Linked DNA regions of Anser cygnoides: region 2 is linked to region 1. A link is a contact called in public Hi-C data. All regions are on one chromosome and are shown on one strand. The core of a region is the stretch at or near the end of the contact, and the rest is flanking DNA. Distances in the headings are between cores, read along the strand shown. Region 1 has its middle 5.9 kb from the start of TBX5. Region 2 overlaps LOC106031380 (a long non-coding RNA gene).

The links. A called contact is a pair of places that touch in the nucleus more often than the background predicts.
Region 2: a contact with region 1 is called in a Hi-C map of liver, with 17 times the contacts expected there. The contact joins two enhancer-like sites. A contact is called at or near these places in 2 of 7 Hi-C or Micro-C datasets (both in liver).

What each region holds. Positions count from the first base shown.
Region 1 is chr17:12,621,785-12,626,710 of Taihu_goose_T2T_genome, forward strand. No RefSeq gene overlaps it. Among named protein-coding and RNA genes, the nearest start is that of TBX5, 5.9 kb to the left of the region's middle. Within about 2 kb of position 2,742, at least 2 of the 3 cell types and tissues checked have open chromatin away from gene starts, as enhancers often do. A contact at or near this core is called in liver, where this site is marked.
Region 2 is chr17:12,745,980-12,750,395 of Taihu_goose_T2T_genome, forward strand. All of the region lies in intron 14 of LOC106031380 (a long non-coding RNA gene), which reads right to left. Among named protein-coding and RNA genes, the nearest start is that of TBX3, 110 kb to the left of the region's middle. Within about 2 kb of position 1,837, at least 2 of the 3 cell types and tissues checked have open chromatin away from gene starts, as enhancers often do. A contact at or near this core is called in liver, where this site is marked.

The DNA of each region.
Region 1 (4,926 bases), core at 1,492-3,991:
TTTATATTTATTTTTTCCCTTCGTAATTGCTTAAAAAAAAAAAAGGCAAAAATCGCCAGGTTCACTCAACAAAGTGTCTACTGGCCCGAGACGCAGCTTTCTCCCGGAGCAAACCCTTCGGGGTGCAAAGCAAAGCCCATTTTCTCAAAAAAAAAAAAAAAAAAAAAAAAAAAAAAAAGAACCGCCGCTGTTTTTTTTGGTGGGGGTCCTCGTCTCTCGCTGCGCTCCCACGCGTGTCCCCCCGTGTTTCACCCGGGTTCCCCACCGGGACAGGTCATTGCTTCGCCTCTGGCCGGGTTCCTGTTGAGAAATCATATTTAAAACAAACCAAAGAGTCACAAGACCACCGCCAGCACCGTCGTGCGGCTCTCGGGTTAACCCCCCCCCCCCTAATGACTGACGGCTGGTGCCACTGAGACAAATAAATACATCGTAAGGAGGGCAATGGGTCGCGAGTCGTTTTGGCCCTAAGGTGAGATTTAGCAATGACCGCCCATTAAAACAAGCTTTTCACTTTTCCTAGGGGTAGCCCCTGCCCCCACCCGCTGCAGCAAGCGAAGCGGGGGAGCCTCCTGACCTGCCTTACATCTATATGTAAGGTTTGGGGTGGGTTCTTGTTTGTTTGCTTGTTGTTGTTCTTTTTCTTTTTCTTTTTTTTTTCCCCCTCTCTTTCTCTTTGTTTTTTAGCTCAGGCTTGGGAGAAATGGAAGCCGGCTAGAATAGGGCTCGGGAGAGCAGGCGAATTTGAAAAAAAAAAAAAAAAATCCCTTCAAAATCCGCGGGAAAGGGCCTGAATTGACAACAAGGGAGCGCTTAAAAATAATCTTTTTTTTAAAGAAACCCGTCGGAAAGCAGTGCCCGAGCGGCTAGGCGATGCTGCGCGGCAGAAGGGAACGAGCCCCGGCCAGAAGCGGTGGCGATGCCGCAGCGCCGGGGGCGAGCGAGCAGCTGCGGGGGAGATGCGGGGGCTGCTGGGCCGGGGCCGCTCCGAGCCCCTTCCCCGGGAGCGAACAGAAACGTGGCTCAACGTTTTGCACAAAAGTTTCCAGCTCCCTCCTTCTCCTGCACCTCTTCCCCAAGAAAGGCTCCGCAATTTCCCCGACCCCTCAAGCCAAAGCGGTGGGACCCCCCCCGGGCTTCCCTGGATGGAGCAGGTCGAGGGGAAAAGGCACCACTGTTTATTTTTATTTTTGTTATTTTTCTCTCGGGCTAATTTCACCGGTAACTTTATTTTACTGTATTTGCCAGCGGTGCTTTGGCGGCTTGCAAAGAAATAAAGTTTTGAAAGGACTTCGGAAAGGAGAAAAGAGGGGGGCTGCCCCCGAGGGGGGGGCCGGGTGCCCCTGGGGTCGGGGACTCCCCGGCTGCGTTAGAGCCCGGCGAGGCTCGGCACAGCCCAGCCCGCTCACGATCATTTGTTTGTTGCTGACTTTTTTTTTAATGTGTTGAATAGGGTCTTTCTCTGGAAAGGGCTTTATCTGGGGGAGTGATGGAAGCTAAATCTAGTGAGAAAAACGTGAGCTTCAGCAGGAATTACAGCCCCGGTTAGATGCGGCGAGCTCCTTTTCGGCCGAGAGCGGAAAAATAAAAAATGATCATTTTCTCCAAAATCTTCAAATCGTGAAAAATAAGTGCTAGGAATGGGAAAAGCCGAAGGTGGTGCCTGCCCGGCGAGTTGCGGGCTGAGCTCGCCGAGGAGGAGCGGCGGTGCCGTGGGGGCCCCGCTCCGACCCCGCGGCGTGGCGAGGAGCTGGAGCCACGAGTTGCAAAAGTGCCTTGAACGGCCACTTCAGGCTGAGGGCTTCGCCTCGCCGTGTTTTTACACGCCTTAATTGTTCCCGAATAATGCGGGGTTTGGGAGAAAGCACGTGGGAAGTTATGGGCTGGAAAAAAAAAAAAAAGGAAAAAAAGAAAAAGGAAAAAAAAGAAGGAAAAAAAAAAAAACAACACAACAAAACCCCCCAAAGCATGCATCATCCTCCAGAGCTGCCTCCCTGCGAGCTGTTGGCTTTTCTCTATGCCCGGAGTCAAAAAGCTTCAGGTGTAAAGGGGCGCTCTTTAAAAGCTCGGGAGATGGAAAAGGGTCTGGCTGCACGGAGAGGTCGGCGGGTCAGGGAGATAAGGCGATGCCAGCCCCCAGCGCCACGGGCTGGAATGTCCCTCTGCGGGGCTGCTGCCGTGTGCGGGGTGGAAGGGGGCTCGGGGGGGCTCCTGGCAAGACGCCGGAGAAGGGAAATTCGGATTTCCCCGCTCCGGTTCGCCCCAGCCCCGCCGTCGCGGCGCCTGCTGCACGGATCCGTCGTGCCCCCGGTGCCCCCAGGGTGCCCGGTCCGTGGTGTCAAGCAGCAGCGCCCCAATAAGCAATCGCCCCATAAGAGCATCTTCCCCTCCCCGGGACAGCAAACGGCCCGTCCGTCCGTCCGTCCGTCCGTCCCTAGGCAGCCAGGGCCGCTCGGGAGCGGAGCTGAGCGCTTCTTGCAGCCTCTCCCACGGCCACCCCGAGCCCCGGAGTAAAAACCCAGCTGCGGACCCCCGGGGGGTCGCCCTGCCCCTGCCCTGCCCGCCCCCAGCCCCACGCACCCCGCACCCCACGGGGCGGCCGTCGGTGGGCTCCCACCCGGGACACGCAGCCCCCCCCGGCTCGGGTGCGCTCCGTACACACACGGCTGCTCTATTTTAAGCAACTCTATTTTTTTCCCCTTTTTCTTCCCATCTTTTTTATTTTTTTTCCTCCTTCCCTTCTCCCGAGCCCTCTCCCTGCCTTCCTAAATGCGCTTCCCGGTGCAACCCCGCAGCCCGGGGCGAGGGCGGAGGCGGGTTCTGGTCCCCGCTTCCAAGACTTTTTTTTTTTTTACGAACAATCGTTGAAAAGAAGGAAAAACCTTTTTCTCTTCCCCTCGTGCGGAGGACGGAGGAGCCGCTTTGATCTGCGAGGCCTGGCGTGCTGCGAGCCCGCACGACGGCGGGGGGCGGGGGGGGGGGAGCCGTCCGCCGCGGGACCCCCCCAGGCAGGACATGAAAGGCCAAAAAAAAAAAAAAAAAGGGCGGCCAGGGTACAGGGGATCGACCGAAGGGCTTCAATATTTCATATTCCTGGAAGCTGTCGAGGCCAAAACCAACAACCCGCCTCCCTGCCTCCCTCCCGGTGTTTGCAGAGGGCAGGAGCGAGGGGGCCGGAGCGCGCCGTGCACCGCGGCCGGGAGGCGAGGAAAGGGCCGGGGGGGGGGGGGGGGGGGGGGGAATAAATTTGCGCTTGTAATCAATCAATAATTAACTAATAGCGGAGCTTGGGCCAGGCAGGACGGCGGCGGAGCGGCCGCCCCGTCGGGCCCCGCGGAGGTGGCTCCCGTGCCCCTCCCCGGGCAGCACCGGTCCCTTTGGGTCGTGTCCCCATCCCCTGCCCCCCCCGTGCGCCCCCTCCCCACTGCCCCATCCCCGCTTTCCCAGAGACTTTGCACCGGCGGCCAAAACACCCCGGGGTGAAAGCCGGCTCCGTTCCCAGGAAAACCAGCAGCGAGCTCTGCCCCCCCCGGGGAATGGGGGGGGCACCTGTGCCACCCCCCCCCCCCGTTTTCCCCCCTCTCGGAGCCCCCCCGTCCCGCTGGGTGTCCCCCCCCCATCCCAAGCCCTGCGCCCCCCCGGGGGCCGCCCCGCTCTGCCCGCACTGCCCGAGAGGTGGCGCCGCCGCCCCGCCGGACCCCCCCCGCCGCCTCCCGGCCCCCCCCCCAGCGCCGGGTCGCCTGCATCAGCCATAAAACCATTGAGGATATCAAGACAGGCGCCAGGTGAGTAATAGACAGGATAATCCAGAGAGATTGCTCGCTGTTTACCTCCATCCACAAGCGCCACAAGAGTTACTCATTAACGTTACTATATACAAATAAGATACACAGGAGATAAAGCCATTTGCAAGGCAGAGTTACACCTGCGGTACACGGATTTCTTGCTAGGGCATGGGGAGGGGGAGGTCAGTGTTAGGCCCGTGGAAGGGAGGGGGGGAAATCCAGCAGGCTGAGCCCCCAGCACCTAAAAACCAAGCGTGCCCTGCAAAAGCGGCTACCTGATACCTGGGCCGGAGGGGGGGCTCTGAATCCGCAGTGAATTTCATCTCCTGACAGAAAAATCTCCCCCAAGCACCTTAACCGCCCTCCCTTTGCAGGAATTTTTGGGGGGCAAGTACCAGGGGAGCGGAGAAAAAAAAAAAGGAAAAAAAAAAAAATAGAGGTTCCTGACCCCCAAATAAATGGCACCGACCTGGGGTTTGGGGGGGGTCCTATGGCACCGAGAGGTGCCCCTGCGCTGGCTCCAAGGCCAGGGCTCGGCGGAGAGGAGAAAGTTGAGCCGGGAGGCTGTGGGGTGGCTTCACCGCCCCGACGGGGGGGCAGCGCCTCTCTTCCCCCCCCCGCCCCGACCCTCCCGGGTGGCAAACGAGCTCCTGCTGCGTGGGGATGCGGCCCCAAGCCCCCAGCCGCTGCCTGCTCTTTTTTTTCTTCTCATTTTTGGGGTTTGTTTTGTTTGTTTGTTTTGTTTTGCTTCGCTTTTGCCAGCCCCGACGGAGCACCCCGGCTCCACAAACACACACCACCACCACCCCCCCCGCTCCGAGCAACATCAGCTTAACGTGACATTTCCAGCAGCCCTCACCTTGAGCCATCCAAGTGGGGGGGGGGGGGGGCGGGCGGGAGAGGTGGGGAATAAAATCCTGCTCAGCCCAAACCTTCCCCCCCGGCGACCTGGCGGGCTGCATGCCCCGGCTTTTAAATACCCCCCACCCACCCGGGATGAAATGGAAAGGGCCCCCCCCCGACCCGTGAAGGGGCTGAAACCAGCAGGAAAAAGGGGTCGGTGTGCAGGGGGGGGTCACTCCGGGGATGCGGGCGGTGCCCGGCCGCCGCGGGCAGCATCCCCCCAAAAAATCCCTGCCCA
Region 2 (4,416 bases), core at 587-3,086, 120 kb after region 1:
CCTCGGCTTTCCAAACGTCATCAAAATAACAAAAAAACCTTCCAATTCAAACCCTCCAGTCCTGCACGCCTTTGATGTAACTGTCCCTTCTGGCCTTACAAATCTGTGGCTTGCTACCTCGTACTTATCTGCCTATCAGTCTTGCTCCTGCATCCAGGTACATACAGATGTTATCTATCTGTCACATACGCTATGTGTCTGAATACATACGATATTCTCTTTCTTCTTTCTCCTTTTCACTGGGAAAGAGATAACAGGTAGGCAGACAGACCAACACATGTAGAACATTAGCTATAGGTCCCGTAAAGCTTATCTTATCAGCTTAATTTAAATCTTGACTCACAGCCTTTTGCTCTGAATCACAGGCAAGGCGAAATCTTTAATTCAGAAAATGTGGCACTGTGAGGAGAGCCCTGACATTTGGCTGAAGAGCCGACCGGCAGCGCTATCAGCTCCCCGACGCCTCGCTGCTGAAACCACAGACGAAAGGAAAGCAGCCGTCTGTCCCCCGAAATCTAGAGGCGAAATAAAAGGTTGAAAGGGAAAAGAAACGGCTTGGGATAAAATGGGAAGTTTTAGATCTCACAGGAGGAATGCTGCCGAAAATGAGAACCATTTGAAAGCTCTGGGGGTTATAAAGTGGAATTCCCACTCATACAGTACACAAGAGTTATTAAGTGTGTATATGAGACTCCTGTTTTACTTCATGTACATGATTATTTTATACAGGGAAGTTTGGAAAGAATTATAGACTGAGCCTGAGGCCAAGCCAAGAAGCAAGATGAGCAGCAGCAGCAGCTAAAGGAGAAAGGTTGAGCTGGCAGTGGAGAAGCAGCCGGCCAGACAAGGGTTATTTATAGTGCCTGGAGCATGGGAATGTTAATTGAAATCAATCAGTGGCCATGAGGACACTAAGTTGGAGTGTCAAGCTAGAGCAATTAAAAAGCCCTTCTCAGGGGACAAGCATGTTCTGACTTTTTTTTTTTTTTCCCCTTTCCATGGAACGGAGATTAACCAGCCATTTACTTCAGAGCAGGGAGGACACAAGGCGGGCGCACTGCACGTATCGAAGGCAGGAGCTGAACCAAGCTACTACTGCCGTAGTCACCCCTGGTACAGCACAGACCCTTCTTGGGTGTTTCCGTCAGGGGAAATGGTGGGTAGAGGACTCAGTGAAGTAGCACACAGGAAAATAGGCGTTTTGCCAAAAAAGGGGGAAAAAAAGTTGCTTTAAACATGTATTTAAGCCCCATCCCCTCCCCTCTTTGGCAACATTGACGCTTGGCTGATACCTGACCCGCGGCAGCAAAAGGACAGCCAAGCATTTAAGGCATCCTTCGGTCTGCTGCTGCTGTTAGTGAGTTGTGTCATAATTAAATAAAATTTGGATTAAAAAAAAAGTAGGGACACTGGAGCGCCCTTCGTTAGGCAAGGGAGAACAATATTCTGCTGCTCAGGCAAAAGAACTCAAACTGAAATCTGTTAGGAGGACAGCAAGGGGCAGTACCTCTGGTATTGCCAGCTGCCAGGCAAAGGAAGTAAAGGGAGAAAATCAGCACCTTCAGGCCCGACTCCTTCCTCCTGGCTAAGCCGGCTGTCAAAACTGGGTTTGGTAGCAAGGTGACAAGAAACCAGCGCAAGTGAAAAGGGAATCGATACGTATTTTAATTGCATTGTTTGCATTGTTGACAGAACGCTTCCCACGTCTTCGCCTTCAGCGAGGCAAGGAGAGCGCTCTGTTAGCTCTCAGATAAGGCACGTGTGTGTTTTGTGTCCTTTTATTTATCCGGGAGATAAGCCCTGACTGACGAGGTTACAAATATTGGGAAATCCACAAACTGTATTTTAAGTGCTGCTGGAAGGGGAGGCAGAGCTGGAGGTAGCTTGGAAGGAGCACAAGAGACTGCTGTCCCTCGGGAGGACCTGGCAAGCCAAGTGCCGCAGTCCTGAGGGAGGCTGGCCTCCAAACCAAGCCCTCTCCATGCCTCAGAGAGAAATCTCTGCCTCCTCTGGCTGAAATACCACCCATCTGTTATCCACTACAGGAGTCCTACAGTTGTAAAGCACCACCCATTCACACACAAACTAATTATGAACTTTATTTTCCCTGCAACTTTTTTTTTTTTTTTTTAAAGAAAATTTCTATACCTGAAAATGGCATTTTCAACCCTAGCACGGTGCTGAAAAGGAGCCAGATTAAACCCCCAAGGGTTCCAGCTCTGTTCCTGGGAGCAGCAATCCCCTACACACGACCTGGGTTCCTTTGAAGCAGGACCTCTGGCAGGAAGGAAAGCTGTTCCCAGAACCTGCCTGCTCTCCCTGCCTTCCTCGAGCTGGTGCTAGGATCGCAGCTGGCCCCGCGTCCCCGGGAACGTGCAAGCCTTGGCCATGACAATCACCTCTGGATCATCTCTCCAGCACAGCTGGGTCCGCACATGCCAGACCTCAGCCCTGGCCAACGCTTTGTACATAATTAACCCTCCTGATGTTGCAACTTTAAGGAAGTTCAGCTGACTGCTGGCAGTAAAACACCCAGAATCTGCTGACACCGACGAATTACACAGCGAAGAAAGCTTCAGGATTTTCGGTTCGGCAACAAAGGGCGATTCTTTTCTTCCACCCACACTTTGGAATTTGGATGATGCCGTTGACTCAGTTGCATTACTCCTGCTCATCAGAGGAGGCTCACGCAGGGAGCACTTCCCAAGGTGCCTGCCTTACAAGCAGGTGCACTGACCACGAAATAAAGCAAACACAGCAGCAGCCACCAAGCTGGGGCTCGGCTTCTCAGCTCTCTGCTGGGAAAGCACCAGAACAGATTTTTTTTTGTACCAAGCAGCAACCAAATCAAAAACAATGGAGTGCAGTTCGGCATCGCTCGTGCAAGGATTCCTAGGACTGAGTCAGCAAAATAGTTTGAGCAACAGGAATAACTCATGTGCTGCAGCTCACCCTGCTCCTTAAGAAAAGTCTATTTGCCAGAGATAAGTACATGCACGTACATACGTGCACGAGAAAGAAAGAAAACCTTTTTGACAGAGGCTTCTGTAATTAAGCTGGGGTTTGTTTTACCGTGGCACCCCCACCTGCTACCCCCGGCCACCCAAGTTGCTAGCTGTTTTGTTGACTTTAGGCGTTTCCATTTTTTTCATAAGCACGGTAAATTACAGAGGAATTTTCATATGAAAATCTTTCATTTGAAGAGATTTCCAGGACCGCAGGGACAGTGAAGTTTGCTGTTTACTGGCAGAACATGGGAGCACACGTGATTTTGAGGGCATATAAAATAAGAAATGCGTTATTCCCAACATTTAAGAAGGGGCAGTGGAGACTATAGTAGAGAAAAGCAACATACAGCAAGATCAGGGCAGAAAAACTGTATGACTCGCTGGGAGTAGTGAGATCACAACCGTGTTAATTTCAGGCCAATTTACTTTCCTGATTCCTTGAATTGCATTTATTTTGCATCAAAGACCACAGAACTGGCACAGAGGCAGAGGAGTGGTGCTGCCTCTGTGTTACTTCTCTGTGAGCATCCTGCAGATGTTCACCAGGACATAATTTACCAGCAGCACATTTTGCTTTTCTCACTGGTGTTATGGTACTATGAAAAAGACAAGCCAAAGACTCTCATCACAGGTTCCTGGGATCATCTGATTAAAATTCTACTATCAAATGCTGGACATTGCCCTGGCCTCTTTCTGATATTCCTCCAGCTCTGGATTGGGAGTTTAATTAAGGCCACCACACCACAGATGTCCTTGCACATGTCCTTTTTTTTTTTTTTTTTTTCCCAGAGAGAAAAATCAATCTCAGCAAAGAAAGGGGGTATCAGGACATTGGTTTATGCAGCAGCTCTAACAAAGCACTGAGGTATCTGGAAACACCACAATGACCACTGAGCAGATCCACTCTTTGGCACTTGCCAGACTGCCAGATCCAGAGCACACGCGCCACGCTGTCAGACCGTGTCTGCAGCCAGTGGGTCTTAGTTGGATTTATTACACACACACACACACTGACGCATCTGCCTATATAATTCTGTCCAGGAAACCAAGGCAAAAATTTACAGGCACTGGGGCTCATCACTGCTGCTCTCGGTGACTCGGTGCCAATGGATCGGGATATTTGGGGAGATTCTACCAGGCGAATTCACCTGCTGGCAGCTGTTTTCCAAAGTTTACTTTCAGGGAAAGACATTACCTTGCAAACACACACAAACCGACACTTAGAGACACACTCCTGATTGCACAAGCTGAACTCTGTGCTGCACTATCAATACTCTGTGTTTTTCAAAAAGAATGTATAAACATTTCCAGCAAAATAGCCTTCATTTCAGCTTGTTTTCCAGGTGATGGCCCCTCCTTCCTTGCATTGGCTTCTGAGAAACCTGCATTTAAACAGAAGTGCAGAGAG